3 separate regions of the Mus musculus genome follow, and regions 1 and 2 are each linked to region 3. A link is a contact called in public Hi-C and HiChIP or PLAC-seq data. All regions are on one chromosome and are shown on one strand. The core of a region is the stretch at or near the end of the contact, and the rest is flanking DNA. Distances in the headings are between cores, read along the strand shown. Region 1 overlaps Lcor (ligand dependent nuclear receptor corepressor). Region 2 holds the start of Lcor (ligand dependent nuclear receptor corepressor). Region 3 overlaps Pik3ap1 (phosphoinositide-3-kinase adaptor protein 1).

Region 1 (2,700 bases), core at 179-2,678, 230 kb before region 3:
AGGGCTGCTCAACCTGCCCTTCAGTTTAGGCCTAGGCAGTGGTGCTAAAATAACCACTAGCTTTAGTTTAGAACACGGCAAACATTCAGACATACTACGCTCCAGACATTACAGACATCAGCTTAAAAGTACTTTGAGAACTCAATGGCTTTTAAGACAATTTCTCAGAAAGAACAATTGGCTGGAGAGCCACCAACAGTGCTCCAGAACAGGACACAAAGAGAAAGAAATTTCACAGTGGAGGGGCTATCAGCTTTGACCCATGCAAGGCAGAAGCATCCCCACAGTAGCCCACCACCGAGCTCCCCGAGAATATCCGAGAATATCACCAGGAAACATTTCAGTCTCACCAGCTGCTCTGCATGAAAGCTAAATCCACACTGGGAAGCTAAGAGGGAGGGAGAGGCCAACACTAGGTTCAAGACAGGGCACAAACATGGCCTGCGGGGATGGCCAGGGGTCTCACGGTGGCTTTGGGCTTTTGGATGCACAACTTTTACCGACATGGAAAAGAGCCCAGATTCTGAGACAACATCTCACACACACACTCTTCTCAGCCCCTCTGGCTTATGGACCTTTAGGAGACTATTATTTGATGGCATGTGAAACACGACAGAACACAGACGGTAGCTTCATGTGTGTTGAACATGTATTGATACGTCTTCTGGCTTACTCTTCCATCTTTGACTCTGACCTCATGGCCAGGACATGTCTTTATAGAAAGGTTTACCACAGACAGCCTGTGTCACCTGCCTTTCCACCTCCCACTGGTGGCAGAGTTACAGTAAAGGACATGGGAGCTGCAAAGGAGACATCTGACTGGACCCCTACTCTGACAGTACAGTCCCTCAGAACCTTAGCTGCACCTGCACACTGGGACTGAATGGCAGTATGCTGAGAGTCTGCACAAAAGCAGGGTTCAAATAGTTTTGGCTTCTGTCTGCCTTTTTAAAAAGAAACTTTTTATTCTTTGTGAATTTCACACCATGCAACCCCAGTCCCACTCATCTCCCTGTCTCTTTGTATCTACCATCTATCCTTGCAACCTCCCCTTTCCCAAGAAAAAAACAACAACAACCACCTCATTGCAGAAGCTGCAGTGAGTCATAGTATATCCTACGGTAAACCCTTCTGTCCACACATCTTTACTTGCAAATGCTCACTGCAGTGAGTCATTGGTCTGGTTCAAGACCTCTGTCTTCTGCTATTCTATGGATACTCTATCCTCACTATGGCTCCTCTCGGGTACCCTGTTGACTGTGTCATGGAGATCCTGCAGCTTTGGATCTGCAAGGCTGACCCCTTCACATGCTCCAGTAGTTCCTAGGGTGGGCCAACTCAAAGCCCTGAATCTGGGCCTGGGTGGCAGCCGTGTTGGTCAGCTCACCAGCTCTCCCTCACCCACACCACCAGGGTGAGCTTTGTGGCACTGCTCCAGCTGGCTCAGTCAATGCCTCAACTGGCAAGGCTGCCTCTGCCTCTGCCTCTGATGTGCTTGGCAAAAGCAGTCAAGGTTCTTGCTTGCTTCTCAGTGCGACCTGAAACTTTCTGTCTAGCTGAGACTAACCTTGAGCTCTACTCCTTCTCCAGCTTCCGTTGTCCCAGTGTTAAGATTACAGGTGTGTGCCCTCACAGGCAGCTTAACTTTTTTGGGGGGGGTTGTTTGTTTGTTTTGTTTTTTGAGACAGGGTTTCTCTGTATAGTCCTGGCTATCCTGGAACTCACTCTGTAGACCAGGCTGGCCTCGAACTCAGAAATCCACCTGCCTCTGCCTCCCAAGTGCTGGGATTAAAGGCGTGCACCACCACTGCCCGGCTTAGACTTTTAATTACGTTTATATCATGTATATATATCTCATGTGCACATGTGCCACAGCATACAGGGAGAAGTCAGAGGTCAGATTTTGTGAGCATGTGGGTCTCCGGGATTAAGCTCAGGCCGTCAGGCTTGGTGGCAAACACTTAGATACACTGACCATCCTGTCAGCCCCTGAATTTCTGAAAATATTTTGGTGTGTAATTCTTTACAGAATCATACCATCACTTAACACGCGTCTCTCTCTCCACTTGGCCTTTATTTCTCTGAGAATCAGTATTTACCCCCATCAGGACACAGAAGATGGAAGACAGTAGCTGCTGGAGATGGCAAATGATGTGTTCTTAGTAGATGTTTCAAAGCTCCGAATGTGACCTGTTTTGTAGGCAATTTGGATCCATAGGCAGAAACCTGGCAGTAAGTAGTGACCTTGGGGCTGAGAGACTGCACATTAACACTAACCTTTGCCCAGCTATCATTAAATAGCTAACTTTACAACTACAGCCATAAAGCTACTTTTGGCTGTGACTCCAAATTACTACTTACCACCCCCCCAAAGGTTTTAAAGAGAAATCTAATTTAGATGATTTTAATTTCTTACCATTCAGCTATTTAATGTTTAGAGTTAACCTCAACTTCCTGGTACTTAATTATATTGTTGCATTTTTCATGTTTGGCTTTAAAAAATGGTGTCAGTCTGATTTAAATTGGCTAAAGATCTACCTTTGCTTAGCAGTACTCAAGTTTCCCTGCATCTTTAACGGAGCCCAAATACAGCGCTTGCACTAACTTTGGTTACCCCTAGGCAACTGCTAATTGAACAGAGCAGAGATTCTGTCTTGTAGAGAATTTCCTCACTCTGACTCTGAAAAAGCATGACATTTT
Region 2 (2,700 bases), core at 61-2,560, 140 kb before region 3:
CTCCCCCTCGCACAACAAAGAGAACTTCTCACCGCATGAAATTGCCGCTGAATGGACACCAGAAAGCAGGATTTGCATAATTCCTTCCAACGAAACCCCATCGGGAAAGAGGGGACCCCGGGCCCAAGTGGACGGACAGAATTTCCCAGGTCCGTCTGAGGAAGACCTGAATCCCTAGAACGCGCCCCATCCACACGGGGGGCTGGAATTCCGGGCCTCCCCGAGGACTGGGCGTGGGGGACAGAGGACGACGAGAGGGCATTTCCCCACACATCAGCCGCACCGAAGCAGAGACGGGGAAATAACAATGCTGAGGACATTAGAGTCAGACACAAGGATGGACAGAGGCTAGGGGGCGGCGGGTGGAGCAGACACCACAAGAGCCACTTACTTTTTGGAGGGGGGTTAAATATGTGAGTTAAGCCCTTATGGTCCCGCCGGCCGCCGCACAGAGGGAAACGGGACCTTGGGAGAGAAAAACAGACAAAACACACAGTGTGAGAGGTGCAGCTCGCCTCCCGGCCCCTCCCGGGCGCCCCCCACTCCCGTCCACGCTCCCGCCGCCCGGGGAAGCGCGCCGGTCGCCGGCCGCCGGGGCTCCGCGGAGGGGACCAGGGTGACCCCCCCGCCCGGCTTCCCACCCGGGCCTCCCCGCCGCGCGCGCACGCCAAACACAAATCCGCACACACCGACCCGTGCGTCGAGGACTAACTCCGCAGCCGCCGCTGCCAGCAGAGGAAGTGCAGCCGCTGCCCCCCGCGGCCATGACACCCCACTTGGCTCGCTCAGGCGGACGCGGGGCCTGTGACAGCTCCGGCTCCCTCCGCCCCCATCTCCACCTCACGCCTCGCACACGCCCGAGCGCCGCCGCGCGTGCACGCGTGCACGGGGGCGCGCCGCCGGCGTGGGGGAGGGGCGCGGGGCGAGGGCAGGTGGGGGCGACCCCGTGCGTCCCGGCGCGCTGGCGGCGGCGGCGGCGGGCCCGGCGTCCACAATGCGCCCGCTGGGGGAGAGGCCGCGCGTCCGAGCCCGCCCCGCGAGCCGAGGGGAGGGGCGCCGCGGCGGCGCGCTCGCGCTCCGGGGGGTGGGGGAGGGGGCCGAGCCCGGGAGGGCGCGCGGGGCCGGAGCGCGGCGGACTCTGCCCTGCTCCCTCCCACGCACGGGAGGCCGGCGGCCGGGCGGCCCGGGGCACCGGTGGAGGGCCTCACCTACACAGTGGATGAGCTTGTGGCGCCACGAGTCCAGTTCTTGCCGAAAGCCGCGTCTCTCAACGGAGCATTGCTGCCGCCTACACACCCTCGCCATCTTCTGCCGCCCGCCCGGCCCTGCCTCCGCCGCGGCCCCGCGCACGCCCAGCCGCGTCGCCCGGGGCCGCGCACGCACCCGTGGCCTGGGCGTCGCGCCTCCCGCCGGGGGCGGCGCGGGGGCAAGGCTGCGCTCACCTCCCCGTGGCCCCGTGGCGGCCCGCTCCTCCTCCCGCCCGCCCGCCCGCCCGGCGTCCCCGCGCACCAGCTCTGCGTCCCACGTCCAGTCCCCCCGCCCCGCCCGGAACGGCGTCTTTCTACGCCGGCGCTCGGTCCCCGCGCCGCCCTCGCTCTCCAGGCAGGCCACGGTGGCCCCGGCCCTCCCCGGGGCTTTTGGGTTTTAAACTAGTCCCATCTATCACTTCCTACCTGCCTATCGGCCCGCACCAACTGTTGCAAGTTCCGCACCATTGCTTCTCGCAACTTCTCGGTCGAAACGGCTCCTCCCACGGGGGCGCCGTGCAAGAGCAGAAATAGGAATAAATGCCCGGATGCCCTTGGAGGCATTGAGCCCCGAGGTTTGCAAAGGTGAAGTGGATAATTTTAAGTTTTAAGTTATCGAAATGCTTCGCCGGTATTCATAAGCCCCAATTTAAAAAAAAAAAAAAAAGAAAAGGGTTTTAAGTCAAATAAAAAGCCTAGGGGATCTCTTACTAGCAAGACTGATCATAGTTGAAAGTCTTAAGAGAGCTGAGAAAAAAAAATGTGCTAGTAGAAAATGAATTTCAAACTTTCAAACAACAGCTTAAGAATATGTTGGGAAATATACGCCCAGATCCGTAGTTCAGGAAAGGACTCAGAACATTTTGATGAGAAAGGATTTCCAGGTGCCTTCTGGGATAATTAAACCACCTTGCACAGGGAGCCTTGTTTTGTTTAAACATCACACTATTAATTACTTGATTTATTTGAAAGAGAGGAGAAAGAGCAAGGAGGAAATAGGAAATGAAAAAAACGGAAATGGCTACTTACCAATACAAGCTAGGTGGCCTCTTCCTCACCCTTAGAATTTGAGAGTGCATTCCTTCTAAATATTTAAATGTAAGTATTTCTGTAGGTAAAACAAAATCATCACTTGACCTCAAGGATTCCACTGATGTGTATCAAGTCTGGGTCTTTGAAGGGAGGGCGCTCTGGCGTGGGAACGGGGGTAACTGCCCCTAAGAATGACTTGGTGGGTCTCCTGGATAGGAGTAAGATTACGGGTAGTAGGCACCTTCCATCTCAGAGCCAATTAGATTTCCACAATTCTCAAAGCCCGCACTGTTTCATCGCTTTAGACTACTACACCATCAGCCGACCACGATGGTGCACACCTGGTAATAGCAACAGTTCGGTGGGCTGAGAGGCAGGATTGCAAATGCCAGGCCAGCCTGGGCAACATAATGAGACCGTG
Region 3 (2,700 bases), core at 177-2,676:
GCCTCAGGGCCCCAAGGCCCTGCAGTCACACTCCCTGAGGTAGAGGTGGTGTTTTCCCAGCTAGGAATTTAAATGGTTCATCTGACTTCATTCATCGATTCGTTCATTCATGCAAGAAGCTTTTATTGATTTCACACTGTGGTCTTGGCTCTGGGGGATACAGAGATGAAGGAAGGCCAGGGAATCTACTCTCACCAGATAGAGCACACTAATTGCTTTAACTTTGTCAAGCATTTTTCAGTTTTCACAGGGCTCCCGGAGTTTATCGCTCTGCCCGTGGAAGGCGTGAGACGGGCCAGGCAGATAGAAATAGGCTGTGAGAGAGAAAAGGCTAAAGTTCAGGAAAACCTGGCAGAGGACAGATGGGACTGGAGTCCAGGCTTCTGTGGCCGGAGGGGACTTATTTTCCAGAGCCTCTCAGTAAGTGTGTATGCTCTGGGAAAGAGTAAGTCTTTAGAGTCTTGGTCTCCTCCAGGTTTTATTGGGGGTGGGGGAGGGCACAGCTAAAAGATCTTGGGTTAAAAGAGTTACAGCTTTTAACTTAAAAAATTTTGAAGGTTTTTATTTGGTGGTGATGGTGGAAGGAGGGTGATGTATGTGCCCTCATGTGCGTGTGTGCCCACGTGTGTGTGTGTGTGTGTGTGTGTGTGTGTGTGTGTGTGTGTGTGAGAGAGAGAGAGAGAGAGAGAGAGAGAGAGAGACAGGGAGTTGGGGTGGGGACATGGGCCACCAGGTTCATGTGTCCAATTTCCAGGAGTCACTTCAGTCCTAACATGTAGGGCACAGGGACTGAACTCAAGTCGTCTGGTTGATGACGAGCCCCTTTATCAGCCAAGTATCTCACCAGCCCTTAAAACAGAATTTGAAGTGGCTCAATCTGTGTTTCTTTAATCCTTTCCCAAGGAACACTACACTTCACCTCACTGTGATCATGCTGAGAAGCCAAGACAGCATTTCTCACAAGGAGGGAAGGACAGAAAGGCCCTCCTTAGAAACGGAAAGTGAAACTGGCCAACCAGTTCTCTGGCTTCAGCTGCCTGGAGGCTAGGAGTCAGGTTAGGGGGTCAGCTGAATGGAAAAGAAAAAGCCTTCCTGTGCCTTTCTGGAAGTTTCTCCACTGGGCTGTGGAGGCGCAAAAGGAACGGAGTTTCTAAGTTTGGTTTTACTCTCAAGGCCTGCCTTCGGCCTTCACTTGGCTGAGTAAAAATAAGCTACACACACAGCCTGCCCCAAACAAAGCCCATTTGTCTGTCCTTACACCAGTAAATCCAGACATCACCGTTTGTCTAGATTAGAATTGATTCTTGAATCAGGAAGCCGAGAAGAGGCTGTTAAAAGACCAGTTATTAATGGCCTCATTACAAGACTTCGCTGTGCCATTTAAACCAAATTTACATAAAGAGAGGAAGCACATTTATAAGTGTCGGAAACAGATGAAGAAAGAGGAAGCCTCTAGGCTGGGGCCTGGGGGGGCCGTGGTGCCTCTCGCTTTGTTAGCAACACTGGGGTTTCCTGAGCAATGAAGCAGGGGCCCTAAGCCCCCCCCCCCCCGCCAGCCCTTACCTCTTTGGTGGGGCATCATCCCAAGACCCTGGCAAGGACCTTAAGGGCAGGAGAGTTTTCCAGGGCCCTTTTGAGTTGTCTGTGGCTCACGAAGGCAACCCGAGAGATGCCGAGTCTGGGACAGAAACGGGCATTTATGAACCTGTTTAGAAAGGGGAAGGAGATTTCCCCTTCTTGCTACCCAGGCTTACACTAGGACTCGTCTGACTGTGGCTCAGCGTCAGTCCTCTCCACCTGTTGGGGTTCTGTTTTCTGAGCAGCACTGCCTCTTGCTTTTCTGTCAACCGGACCTGAGGTCCTGACTTTTCCACCAACAGCTCGGGACTAGCTTGAGCCCACAAGCCCCTGCCTCCCTTGGTTCATCAGCTAAATAAAAACAAGCAAAAAACCAAAAAACCAAAACGGTCACCTCTGTCGCAGGTGCCTGAGAACACTGAAAAGAACACACAAAAGTTCAGAGGCTCCACTGGGTAGGTAGAGAACTCTGGATAAACTCTCAGCTCTCTGATGAGGAGGGAGTAACTCTACCCTACTACACTGGAATGCTTTCTGAGGACTGGATTTGGGAGGTTGGAGGACCCTGGCCCCAACTCCGATGGGCAAAGGGCCCGGAGAGCCATAGGCATATCTATCCTCAGTGGACAGGGCCAGCACACGCTCTGGTTGTCATGGTAGCCTGGTGCTATTTTTGTTCAAGCTGAAGAGCAGGTAGGGCCAGGTGGAGAAGAGAAGAGCTGTTATACTTCGCTTGAAAAAGCAAACCAAAAACCATCCAAATCTAACACTTTGAACAGTTTCTGTAGACTGACGATGTGTAAAGGCCACAGAGCCCTGAGGTCCCATCTCCTCTTGGGTGACCCCTTGATTTTGTACCTTATGTACCTTGAAGAGAACCAAATGGATTACTTGGCAAGAGTAGCAAAAATATATAATCGCCTCTGTGCGCTGGAAAAGACCTGGGTCAGTTGTGCAGAGGATTACGGTTTGCCCAGTACTGCAAATACAGATGTGCTGTGTCCAGTACTGCAAATACAGATGTGCTGTGTCCAATACTGCAAATACAGATGTGCTGTGAAGCCAGACAGTCTCAGGATTCTGCAGCTGGAGCAGAACGCCCAGATGGTGAAGCAGGGTAGA

What was found. Hi-C and Micro-C count contacts between places; a contact is called where the count stands out from the background. HiChIP or PLAC-seq counts read pairs in DNA pulled down with a chosen protein or histone mark.
Region 1: a Hi-C map of liver shows a contact between it and region 3, with 1.9 times the contacts expected there. The contact joins two enhancer-like sites. A contact is called at or near these places in 7 of 39 promoter capture datasets (the 3T3-L1 cell line, 3T3-L1-derived adipocytes, cranial neural crest and 4 more), 1 of 15 datasets of contacts at CTCF or cohesin (the NIH/3T3 cell line), 1 of 484 Hi-C or Micro-C datasets (liver) and 1 of 115 datasets of contacts at active chromatin or transcription factors (pancreatic cancer cells).
Region 2: an H3K27ac HiChIP or PLAC-seq map of the HPC-7 cell line shows a contact between it and region 3, with 12 times the contacts expected there. The contact joins the promoter of Lcor here to the enhancer-like site in region 3. A contact is called at or near these places in 14 of 39 promoter capture datasets (the 3T3-L1 cell line, 3T3-L1-derived adipocytes, the C10 cell line and 8 more), 1 of 15 datasets of contacts at CTCF or cohesin (large pre-B cells), 8 of 484 Hi-C or Micro-C datasets (the Ba/F3 cell line, CD4 T cells, the HPC-7 cell line and 3 more), 13 of 115 datasets of contacts at active chromatin or transcription factors (the 230-238 cell line, CD8 T cells, DN3 thymocytes and 10 more) and 3 of 9 other capture datasets (adipose tissue, bone marrow-derived macrophages and liver).

Annotation. Positions count from the first base shown.
Region 1 is chr19:41,578,204-41,580,903 of GRCm38.p6, reverse strand. All of the region lies in intron 7 of Lcor (ligand dependent nuclear receptor corepressor), which reads right to left. Among named protein-coding and RNA genes, the nearest start is that of Mir8091, 9.1 kb to the left of the region's middle. Within about 2 kb of position 1,428, at least 18 of the 459 cell types and tissues checked have an H3K27ac peak or open chromatin away from gene starts, as enhancers often do. A contact at or near this core is called in liver, where this site is marked.
Region 2 is chr19:41,481,292-41,483,991 of GRCm38.p6, reverse strand. It overlaps Lcor (ligand dependent nuclear receptor corepressor), which reads right to left and starts at 1,310. Exons shown (of 8, transcript NM_001370767.1): 1 at 1,209-1,310; 2 at 392-465.
Region 3 is chr19:41,343,912-41,346,611 of GRCm38.p6, reverse strand. The region is part of intron 2 of Pik3ap1 (phosphoinositide-3-kinase adaptor protein 1); the gene reads left to right. Among named protein-coding and RNA genes, the nearest start is that of Pik3ap1, 40 kb to the left of the region's middle. Within about 2 kb of position 1,426, at least 159 of the 459 cell types and tissues checked have an H3K27ac peak or open chromatin away from gene starts, as enhancers often do. A contact at or near this core is called in the 230-238 cell line, the Ba/F3 cell line, CD8 T cells and 8 more, where this site is marked.